2 separate regions of the Oryctolagus cuniculus genome follow, and region 2 is linked to region 1. The links are chromatin contacts, called in public Hi-C maps. All regions are on one chromosome and are shown on one strand. The core of a region is the stretch at or near the end of the contact, and the rest is flanking DNA. Distances in the headings are between cores, read along the strand shown. Region 1 overlaps TMTC1 (transmembrane O-mannosyltransferase targeting cadherins 1). Region 2 has its middle 150 kb from the start of IPO8.

Region 1 (5,982 bases), core at 2,048-4,547:
TTACCAAGAATTTCAAGCACAGCGTTCAACCGAGTGTGGGATGCCTCTGAGTACAGAGACTTTGGGACAGCACAGACTGCATATCCAAGAGGCGTGCACTACTCCTCCATTCCAGAAAGTTCTATCAATTCATATGCCAACCATGCTCCTATGGACACCCCTCCAAGAGCAGCCAGGGCACTCCCTTGGTGTTTTGACTGAGGGTGCATCCCACTTATTATTTCATGTTAAAAGAACCAAACACAAAGTTACAAAATAGACTTAGTATCTTCAACAAATACTATGTGATTCTTTTTCTTTTAGGCAGCTTTTGAACTGTGGAAACTTTCACTGGCCACATTTCAGTGAAGAATAAAAATATCTGATCCAATAAGTAACGCTTAATTTTTGTAAACAGTGCCTACTGTTGAAGGTCAAAAACATGCCTGTGTCTGCAGACAGATGGCACAGAGGAAGATGGAAGGAGATGGGCAGACAGAAGGAGAACAAGAGTGACACAGAGAGAGAACCACACCTGCCAGGAAGCAGTCTCCTCATGGCCATGGCACACTCTTTAACTGGGGAGTGCAGAAAATCAGATTTTGGATAAATTTATGATATACAAGTGCACTTCAAAAACTTTGTGGAAAATGGAATTGAAAAACAAAACTTATAATCCATGCACGTGAAGAATCTTCAACGAGTTAAAAGGAAATATGTATATGAAAAATTTGCATGTATTCCACAATTTTTTATATCAAAATAAACTTCCCTTTTAATTTCATTTTCTGCAAACTTTCTGGAGTCCCTTTGTGTAACACAGTAAGATGATTACAAACAGAAAGAGTGGCAGCTCTATGTTATTGGATGTCTTAGGTACACAAACATATGCAAGCTAATTCCAACTGTGAAGCTGTGAATTAAAATATCTGCCCCCTTGTTCCTTCCCAAAGAAGTTTCTCCTCTTCTTTAGACTTCCAAACCAAACCAAACCAAACCAAACCAAACCAAACCAAACCAAATCAATCTCATACAGGGGCGGTGCTTTTGGTGTTGGTATGAAGGAAGCAGGAGGCCTCTATCCCGCTCTGATGCAAGCAGGTTAAAACACGTGCGCCTCCGCCACTCCACCTGTGTGGCACCTGCCTCAGCACTGGACCAACGCTGCTTGCCACACTTTCATTTTGGCTTTTAATGATGGCAATCGAATTAGAATCAGGTGTTCCGATTTCTTCACTTTCACTTTGAAAACATACCACCCTAACACTGGAGACTGGTCCCCGATTTCTTACACTTCAGCATGTAAATCAAGAGAAAATGTTCGAGGCGCTGTTGAAGCTTCACTATTCTGTAAATCCCCACTGAGATTTTTAAAGGATCACTTTTCAAAGATGCTACTAAAACCAGTATATACAGAGCAACAAGAAGCATGTGCATATATTAAATGTCATAAGTTATGAAATAAATAACACTAAAAATAAATGTGAGTTCAATTTTGCCATCCCTAGCTTTAAAAATAAGCATATATAGTATTTATGTCATCGGATTTTGACCTTTTTTCCCTAGATTTTTTTGGAGACTTCTTCATGAAATTCCCAAAAATACAAATACACAGCAAAAAACTCCTGGAGGCAGTCATTCACGTTTTAAGCACGGAATTCTCATTAAGCCCAGGAAGACAAACAGCTCAGCCCCCATCCATGAAGACTTCCGTTATCCACGGTAAAGATTCCCCAACGGTTACATACACTTTTCAAAAAAAAAAATACATCTCATGATGTCTGAACATTTAGATAATAAATTCTGACATTTTTTCAGTTAATACCTTTAATTTCTTTAAATATAGAATATACTATTTCTTTTTCTTCACCAAAATAACAATATATTTGAAGACAGGAACATAGAAGACTTTAAATGCACTTTTGAGATCTGAGAGTAGGATCACTACTCTGGTAATACTTGTAATAAAATTAGGATAATTTTAAAACATTTCCACCAACAGTTAGGGTGCCAGCTCCTTGATTTTTCCACTAGGGATAAAGATATTCACATAGGACTGGCAAAGCTCCCATCTGCTGTATTAAGCTACGGAAAACATTTAAAATAGAATTTAATTTCCTCCTCCGAAGGATTCCAGCAATATCCTTAGTAGGATATTAGATAAAGCTCAATTACCAGTAGCTTCCTTGCCTACATATTCTGGAAGGTTCTGCCAAAGCTATTAGATTCTCATTCCTGGTTGCAGAGACTCACATGAGCCGCCTCTGGGGGCACTTCCCAGACAGCTTACCCGGGAGATGTTTCCTCTCTGAAATACCTCATCCTACAAACACCAGACTTCTGCCTTCACTGCCCTTCAGGCTTCTGGGTTTCTGGGACGTGAGAGTCTACACTAAGAAACGGAACTGGATTTCCAGGTTGCAGAAACACAGAATCCATCAGGGAAATCTGGAGGGAAAGCAAGCAAAGCTCTGTCATCAATCCCGCTGTGGCTTCCTCCACTGGGGGCCTTCTAGCTCTGGCTGGCTCCTTCCTTCTTCTCTCCTGGAAATGTACTTCTGTCCGCACACGACCCCCAGCAGGCGTCCCCAGAGGAGCTGAGCCCTGCTGCTATGTGAGCCAAGTCTCGCCAGGTTTTCCGGGAGAGGCACCAGTACCACCCCGGGAGCTGGGAGCCGGGTCTAAGGCTGCTACGTTTGCTCCTTTTCTCGAACCTCCTGCAATCGCTTTTCTAGACGGTCCAACTTGGCCAGATTCTCTTTCAGCAGCTTGCTGTCTGGAACCAGCTGCAGGGCTCTCTCATAATAAGCTCGTGCGGACACATAACTTCCCTGTGGGGAGAAGGAGAAAGAACACTTAGATCTCTCAGGGCAAGGGCAGCCGAAGAAACCCACTCTCTGCCCCTGCGCTTAGCAGGAAGCCCTGCCTCCATGTCGCCAGGGGTGAGCTCATCCTAGCTCCTTGGCATTTGTGTTAAAGACACTGAGCAGCTGCAGAAGAAAGCACGTGACACTGGACAAGGAAATGGCAGGAATTCCATGCAGGGCATGAGGCTAATCACGCCATGTTCTCAAGGGCTTAGCATGGTTCCTTTGTCATCACATGTGACTGCAGCCAGACACTCTCGTCATTAGCACAGAGAGACTGCAGGAGGGAAAGGAAGTCAATAGACAGACACTCATAGAGGAGGGAGAGGGGAGGGAGGAGAGAAGTGTTTGATTAATTTAGGTAATCCTTTTTATGTGTCCACCAGTGCTGTGAGTTAATCTAAACTTAAAATATTACAGCAGCTTTTGCCTACAATAGATTTACACAGTGAAGACAACTGCTAAGAATACGAAGTCAAACGTATCCACTCTGCCAAGTGTGTGGCCATCCATGTCTACTAGCCAGGTACTCTCTGCATAGGAGGGAAGGTGCATGATCCCTAACCCATCACACACACCTGTCCCCACCCTCTGTATCCTCATCCACTTTGATGAATGACTCCTAACAATAACCACGCGTGCCTGGTCCCAGGCAAATCAGTGACAACTATCAGCTTCCTCCAGTACTTTTCCTGCTACATTAAGTACTACACTTCCCTTCTTTGTTCCTATCTCTTTCAGCTCTGTGTCCTATAGAGATTGTTAGAGTTTTCCCCTTTCCAAAAATAGGAACTTGTTCTGCCTGAATCTTAGTTACACCATCCAGGGCAATTAAATCTCTACTTCTTGGAGTGCCAGTACCAACCAGAAATTAGTCACTAATATTTACTGAATGCATAACTCTCTTCCAAAGGAGTTAACATTTGTCAACAGCTCTGACACTCCCTGGCACACAGGGAGGGCTCAAGAGAATACTAACCCGACTATTAAAGCAAAGACACACCCAGGCTATTCAAAACATTACTGGTGAAAGGGGGAGTGGAAATGATTGAAGAAGAAATTGTACACCGGATCCCAGGTGCTGACATGTCCAATGAAGGAAAGGCCTCCCGATTATTATTATCACAGATTCTGCTAACAGTCTACACAGCTCTCTGAACAAGGGGGAACTTGGGTTTGGTACTCTGAATTCTTTTGTTTTCAACTGAAGCCTTCATCTTCCAAGGCTCCTGCTTTGATTGAGCTTGGCACATGCATGCCGACAGCTGTGCACCTGGGGCTTTCGCTGGGCGCTCTGCTGTAGTTGATGCTGAACTTGTTCTTGCAGGGGCGACTCTGAATTTAGGGTTCAGCTTGCTGCCCTGCCGTCTTTCCCCGGATCTCACGATTTCTCTGTCCTTTCCCAGAATATTCAGTTCATTTTCTCACTCTCCATTCATTCTTTGCCTGATTAAACCAGAAACTTTAGTTTCCTAAAAAAAGTTATGCTCCTATCCCTTTAGGGCAATGTTGCGAATTCCCCACATGCTAGGTAGCCTATTTGATTTATCCAGTTTCCAGCACTGTGCTAATGGGAGCCACCAGCCACGCATGGTTAGTTAAATCTAAATCTGTTAGAGTTCATTAAGAATTCAGTTCCTCAGTGCAGGAGCCACATTTCAAGAGCTCACACGCAGCTAGTGTCTAATGCAGATACAGAAATGCCATGATCTCAGAAAGTTCTACTAGAAAGTGAGACTGTGGAAACTGCCCATCACTGTCAGAGGATAAAACTGCAGATGATACCCTGTGATATGACCTGGTTATTGGACCTCTTTGACGACAAAGAATGCATTACAGCTTTTTAGACCACCCATCCCATCTCATCTCATCTCAAGCTTCATCAGACGTACTCCACGGGCAGGCCTTTGGCCTGGGCGCCATTCTGGAGCAGCTAGGCGGGCGTGTTGGCTCTGCTCCTGCTCCTTGCTGACATGCACCCTGGGAGACAGTGGGGATGGCTCCCATATGGGAGACCTGCACTGGGTTCTCCACCCTGGGTCTGGTCTAACCCCGTCCCAGCATTTGGGGAGTGAACCAACAGACAAGAGCTCTACATTTTTGTCTCTCAAGTGAACAAATGAAAAAATTTGAGTATTAGAAGTTGAGCAACCCTAATCCAAAATCCAAAATGCTCTAAAATCTAAAAAAGCCAATCAATTTTAAAAGATTTATTTATTTGAAAGTCAGAGTTACAGACAAGAGGGAGAGACACAAAGAGAGAGGTCTTCCATCTGCTGGTTCACTCCCCAGATGACCCAAATGGCTGCAGACGAGTCAGGATGGAGGCAGGAGCCAGGAGCGAGCCACCTGAATTGAAAATTTAGCCCTTACTCCTTGGTATCCTAATTTCCTTCCACTCTTTTTTTCCCTCTAAAGTACTTACCACCATCTGACATGTTCCATGTATGTATGCACACATGTATGTATGATGTGTGCTGTGTGCATTTATTTAGCACCTGCCTCCCACTAGTCAAGCATTCGCTCAATGAGCAGAGGGATGTTGGTCTTGTCTGCTCACTGCTGCAGCCCCAGGGCCGCGGAGGGTATCGGGCACACAGGCTGCTCCCCATCAGTGACTGAGAAATGAATTAAAGGATGGATGCCGAGTCTTCGGGTGCGCTGGTTATACAGGCTAGTCCCACCAACGGCCATCACAAATCCTCAGGCAGATTTACCCAGAGGGAGCTTTTTTCTTTAGATAAAAAGGTCCAACCATGCTTTTCTTTTCAGTAAAATGTTAGGGAACAAAGAATAAAGAAAGTAATGCAGGCTTCCCAACATATCCACAGGTTCCGCACCCATGGAGTCCCCCAAGCACGGACCAAAACCAAACTGAACCTGGCCTGGGCAAGACAGAGATTTCTTCTCATTATTCATTACAAAATACTGTCTATACAGTACAGTGTAATAACTACGTCCATAGCATGTACACTGTATTAGCTGTTAGGAGGAATCCACAAATGATCTAAAGTCTATGAGAGGATTCCACTGGTCATATGCAAATAACTATGCCAGCTTACACAGCGGGCTTGGGCATCTACAGAGTTTGTATGGATACCGAGGTACAATTAAAGTAAATGAAAATGCTAACACA
Region 2 (5,982 bases), core at 1,374-3,873, 780 kb after region 1:
ACATGGAAATGGGGTCAACAATGGTATGGCCAAGGATCATGCCGCCTGTTGCTCAAAAATAAATGAAAAGGGGGAAATGTGGTGGAATGAGAAGGCCATGCCAAGATGGCTGCTGGCAAGTGAATGTCAGTTACTCAGGAATGGCTTCAAAACCTACCTGGCAACAGAGCCTGCCTGGCAACAGGCTGTGATTGGTTAGGGCATAAACCGCACCTTGACCAGATTGGCTGCCTTGGCTATACGAGCTGCTGTACCAACTGAAATAAATGAGTCTGCAGGCTGCTTGCTTCAAGCCCGCTTTCACCCAACTCCCAGGGGTCTGTGTGGTGACTCCATGCCTCTTGCCCCCACCATGCTCCTCCTCTCAGAACGAATCCACAGCAACAGTCCCCATGTACAAGACTGATAATAAAGCGCTTTCCAGGGAGACGTCCTTAACTTACACTAATTACTACTGAATTTGTTTAGAAAATAAATGTGAAAACGTCCTGTTTCCAGGAAGTAGCCAAGAGTAGCATAAATTTTTATGGAAAAGTGCACGTGCCTAAAGGGTCTGAGTATGATAACAGGACATTTAGACATGGAGCACTGTAACACCTACTGATGTGTACCATACAAACTGAAAATGGCATTGCCTGAGAAGCTTCTGCCAGGACGGCAGCTAACAGCCTGGACGATCATCTCCCCACGGAGACACCACTTTGAATCTACTCACCCACCAATTCGCCTTCACAGGAGCTGCAGAAGTCAGGGGATAGAAGACTCCAGTGCCTGGTTTTAGTCTAGCAATAAGAAAAATGGCACTGAAACAAGCAGAAAGTGCGGCCTAAGCCACCCATTCTCTGCTCCAAGTGGCACAGTGTCGGGAGAGGCGCCCCATCTCTCCTTGGGAGAGCGAGTGTGGATTAAGTTCAGCTCTCAGACTTGAACTCCAGTAACAGACCCACCACAATCAAAAACCAGTGCCAGACAGGATCCTACAGCCCCTGCCTCAAAGCCTATAGCTGCAGACCGAGTATTGGGACCCCTCCCAGCCAAGTGGCAAAGATACCTCGTCTACCTTTCCCATAATCTCCATCAGAAAGAAGAGCCAGAGGCCAGCTCTGTGGCATAATGGGTAAAGCCTCTGCCTATAGCGCCAGCATCCCATATGGGCACCAATTTGAGTCCTGGCTGCACCAGTTCCAATCCAGCTCTGTACTATGGCCTGGGAAAGCAGTGGAAGATGGCCCAAGTCCTTGGGCCCCTGAACACATGTGAGAGACCTGGAGGAAGCTCCTGGCTTCATATTGGCCCAACTCCAGCTATTGCAGCAATTTGGATAGTAAACCAGCAGATGGAAGACCTCTCTCTCTCTCTTTCTCTCTCTCTCTCTCTGCCTCTCTGTAACTCTGCCTTTCAAATAAATACACAAATCTTGAAAGAAAAGAAAAATGAGCCAGACTGCAGCCACTGCAGAGCCAGATAGGAAAGTGAGCTTAGAACCTTGACTTACTGCTCAGAATGGGGCCACAGCTATGAGATTCAGCACCTGATCAATCCCAAAGGCCTGGGCCCCCAGGCCAGGAGTCCCAGACAGAGCCTCTAAAATGGCCCTGGCATCAGGCAGAGGTCAGCACTCCAGCGGGACAGACTCCTTGCAGCCTGTATCGCTGCAGGCCACACACATGGCCTTATGTGAATCCCCACGATTGCACAGAGCATACTCTAAGACCCAGCCTGCTGCATGCTCAGCCAGCCCATGTTCTGCCTTTATCACCCCTCCCTCAACCTCAAGCAGACAGCAAGGAATCCGGGAACTCTCTTTTGGGACTCAGTGGTGGGCTGTTCACATACACACCGATGCTAAGCGTCCTGACAGCTAAGCCTGCGCCTGCAGACAAAACCTCTTCAGTTCCTCCAGCAAGAAGCAAAGATGTGTGTCCCAGTGAGACTGACTATTTCATTGTGCATCACTGCCAGCCTCACAAGGGCCTGGTGTGAACTCCTCGCACGGCCTGGTGAATTGTAAGACCATGTGTGGCAAAAGGAACTGTCTTTATCTTGGGACCCCCTATTAGGAGTGCTGGTAAAACCCAACATTAGGGGGCCGGTGCTGTGGTACAGTGGGTTAAAGCCCTGGCCAGAAGTGCTAGCAACCCCTATGGGTGCTGGTTCTAGTCCCGGCTGCTCCACTACTGATCCAGCTCTCTGCTATGGCCTGGGAAAGCAGTAGAAGACGGCCCAAGTCCTTGGGTCCCTGCAGCCACATGGAAGACCCAGAAGCAGCTCCTGGCTTCGGATCAGCACAGCTCCTGCCGTTGGGTCTATCTGGAGAGTGAACCAGCAGATGGGAGACCTCTCTCTATGCCTCTCTCTGTAACTCTGTCTTTCAAAAAAAAAAAAAAAAAAAAAAAAAAAAAAAAAAAAAAAAACCACTGGGCAGATCCTAATAGTTCCCTTCTCAAGCCAGTGCTGATGGACAGCATCTCTGGACCTGCACCAAGAGGAGTCCCAGGGCCTCAGCTGACCACTGGACTAACGTTCCAGCCAGCTTCACCAGTGACTAGTTCCATGGGCAACAGGCTGTGAGACCACCTCAACAGCAGACAGCATTCGTCCCGCCTCTGTGCCGGGCTGCGTGTGCTAAAGCACTGTGGCACTGGTGGCCGCTGTGCCAGCCTAGGGAGAAGAATGGAACTCCTCCCTAGCTCGTCCTGAGCAGTTGCCAGCTGCAGACTGGAGACAGCCGTGAGCCCAGGGAGTCCCTGGGGCAGGGACGTGGCCTGGCAGCAGGCCTGCAGTGAACACCAGCTTATGGTGCCACCTAGTGCTGACATGGCAGAAGTGTCCACAGGCCCAGAGGAAATAAACGGATGGGTGAGACTGTGAGAGGACAGCCACACAGGAAAACTGACAATGAAAGGAACCAATACCTGGTCCTCCCGAGTGCAGGTTGTTTATTTACCAACAAACACCAAGAACTTCGAGGGAGACATGACCTCAGCTAAGAAAGTTAGACGCCACGCACCAGCCAGCTCAGACCAGACATGGATTTTGAAGCAGTTCTTTTAAGGAAACTCAGCGTCCTTTACAGCACACACAGAAATAATTCAGCACTCCAACAGAGAGGCTTGACAGAAAGATAACACACACGAGAAAATCAAAGACAAGTCCTTCTACTAAAAACTACATGGGGCAAAATTAGAAACGTGTGTAAGCTATCAATAACAGAATGGATCAGAAAGGAAGAATCAGTTGACCTTGAAGCTAAGTTACTTGGAAATATACAGAGGAGAAAAAAGCAAATCAGCAGGAATGAAGAAAGCTTCCAGGAACTTTGGGATGACGTGGAAAGAGCAAATACCCAGGCATCGAAATCATACTCAAAGAGATCATCACAGAGGTTATCGCGAGAGGGCCACGTAGGGAAAACAGGTGCTGATTCTGACCACAGGAAGATAACAGAAGAAAGGACAGGAGCTGCATATCCAGAGGACAGTTGGAAAGAAGCTTGCAGTAGAAATTCTACAAAGAGAAGAGAGACCCCGTGGAGCAGAGGGGACCCTGCATTCACACAGCAGTGGGCAGAAAACTGCCCGCGACTCCTGCGGCCAGTGGCTGGAGGGGGCGCCATCTACTTGAAGCAGGCTCTTGGAGTAACCAGCAGGGAGGAAATGTCATCTTAGTAAGACAAGTACAGGCTGCTGTGGCCTGCGCAAGACCAGGGGATTTTATCAAATGATAAATCCGCAGTCCCACTGACTCTGAGTCTGGCCTAGCAGGTTGGAGGGGACAGGGTGCCCACGGAGGCCCGTGAAGTGCTCTGTCACCCCTCACTCTATCACAGTGCCCAAGGCAGAGCAGCTGGCTCTGGGAATGCCATGGCTTTCAGTAGGTGGGGGAGTTTTGTGGGGCTCAGAGTGACTCGCCTCAGAGATACCTGCACCACCAAGTTTATAGTAACACTGTTCACAATACCTACAATATGGATCAACCAAGATGTCCATCAGATGAATGGATAAAGAAAAGGCACAAAATACACACACACACACACAATGTTCTATTATTCAGCTATAAAAATGAAATTCTACCATTTGCATCCAAACAGATGCAACTGAAGGATATCATGTTGAGTGAAATAAGCTGTATACAGAAAGACAAATTCTACATATTCTTCCTTATATGTGGGAGTTAAAGTTTTCAAAAAAAATTATAAACAAAGAAAGAAATGTCTGTATCAGTTTTGCTGCAAATATGGTTTTTGGTGAAACTCTGTTTTGACTCTTTGTTGAACAAATTGCCAGGATTTGTGTACTGCTGTAGTTTGGATGATTTGCGACTATTTTGAAGTCACTGTATATTAGTGAGGTTGGCATCTTTCCAGATCACTGTTGTTTATGGCCCTGCCTGTGTTTCTGCTGAACCATGGTCCTTTCGCTTTTTCCTTCTTGAACTATTAGCAGAGTATTAAGCCTATGAGTGCTATGTAAACTGAAAATACATGATCTCAAAATGGTTTTGACAAAATTTTTAAAGAAAAAAATTTGTTCCAAAAACAAATTTCCATTCCAAAAAAAGGCAACCTTTTTAGCAGCAATTACTCATAAAATGCATTCAAATACTGGGGATAAATTTTTTTCTTAGATTTTTAAACAGTCATCCTGTCTTTCATTTTTAGTGTCAGGACTACAACTCAAACCTTTCCCAATTCCAGACTGAAGCTTCATAGAACCCATTAATGCCTAGCCTGACCAGTAAATGTAACACTTTTGAAAGAACAGTCACAAGGTGTTGTCATGTCACACCCCAGTGAGAATTCTGCCTGCACCCTTGTCTCCCACGGAGGTCCACAGCCAGCCAGTACATTTGCAAACTTCCTCTCCTCTCCTCTCCTCTCCCTCCCATCCATTACTATCTTCCTATATCGCGCTTCCTCCGTCTCCTTCCTTCCAACACCCTTACTCTCCCCCCCAGGCATCTCCCACCACTGATGTCTTCAACACTGAAACCTTTTCTTCTTCCAGGACCTGCACTTGGCACGTCCCCCTCTCCCTCTGCCACCCTCCTACGTCTATCCCCCCATTCTTGCTGATGCTCGCTTCTGGATGGATGACTGACAGGTGAGACGGCGCGCGCCTTCTCAGAACCTTCCCCTCCTTGATGTCAGGTGAGAGCATTTCTCCCCTCACACCCTGCCCCTTTCGTGCAGGGCCTGCGCTCTGTGTGCTCCTGGCCTCTCTACTTCTCGCTGTCTCCACAGTGTGCACGTCCGTCCATCTCTAACCTCACTCGGCCATCTCACTGATGTGTGCTGTGTTGCGCTAGACTTCCTCACATCCTATTGTTCTTCTGCCTGCCTGTCCAGGCCCCGCCCCTAAGTTGCTGCCACTGACCTTGACCCCTACTTTTATGGAAGTCTCACATTCTTTGTTTATATGGTCATTTATTTTGTTTCTTCTGCGTCCAATGCCACTCTTGTTCCGTTCTTCCTCTTAATTTAGGAGGTCAGAAATAGTCACTGCTTACGTAATTCCTAAATATAAACTGTCCATCCAAACATTTTAGCATCCAGGACTTTCCATAACACAGCTATATTTTTTACCACCATCACCTACTTCTTGCATATGCTAAGCAACCTCCAGAGAAAGTGGTCACCTGTCCTTGAAGGGGAGATGTAATTCCACCACACTGAATTTTAAGACATTGAGAAACAACTGCATGTTCAGGCTCCACAGAGTCACTGTTTCCTGGGCAAAAGGTGCAGACAACCTGGGCTGGATGAGGACCGACCGCCCCGAATCTTGGAGATGCTCAACCACTCCTGAGCAATGTCCAGCTTCATTTTTCTCTCAAGTTGTTTATTTAAAATTCAAAGGAAAATGAATGCAAGAGTCTTATACTTCTATTCCAAACAGCTATAACACAAAGGGAGCCTCTGTGTTTCCCGTCCAACAAATGGTGTGCTTGCATTCAAAAGCTAGTCTTTCCCTCTCTCTTGAA

The links. Hi-C and Micro-C count contacts between places; a contact is called where the count stands out from the background.
Region 2: a Hi-C map of embryonic fibroblasts shows a contact between it and region 1, with 3 times the contacts expected there. The contact joins two enhancer-like sites. A contact is called at or near these places in 2 of 6 Hi-C or Micro-C datasets (ear pinna and embryonic fibroblasts).

The regions. Positions count from the first base shown.
Region 1 is chr9:126,538,909-126,544,890 of mOryCun1.1, forward strand. It overlaps TMTC1 (transmembrane O-mannosyltransferase targeting cadherins 1), which reads right to left. Exons shown (of 18, transcript XM_070049600.1): 18 at 1-2,810. The coding sequence ends at 2,670. Among named protein-coding and RNA genes, the nearest start is that of ERGIC2, 150 kb to the left of the region's middle. Within about 2 kb of position 3,298, at least 1 of the 8 cell types and tissues checked has an H3K27ac peak or open chromatin away from gene starts, as enhancers often do.
Region 2 is chr9:127,321,313-127,327,294 of mOryCun1.1, forward strand. No RefSeq gene overlaps it. Among named protein-coding and RNA genes, the nearest start is that of IPO8, 150 kb to the right of the region's middle. Within about 2 kb of position 2,624, at least 1 of the 8 cell types and tissues checked has an H3K27ac peak or open chromatin away from gene starts, as enhancers often do.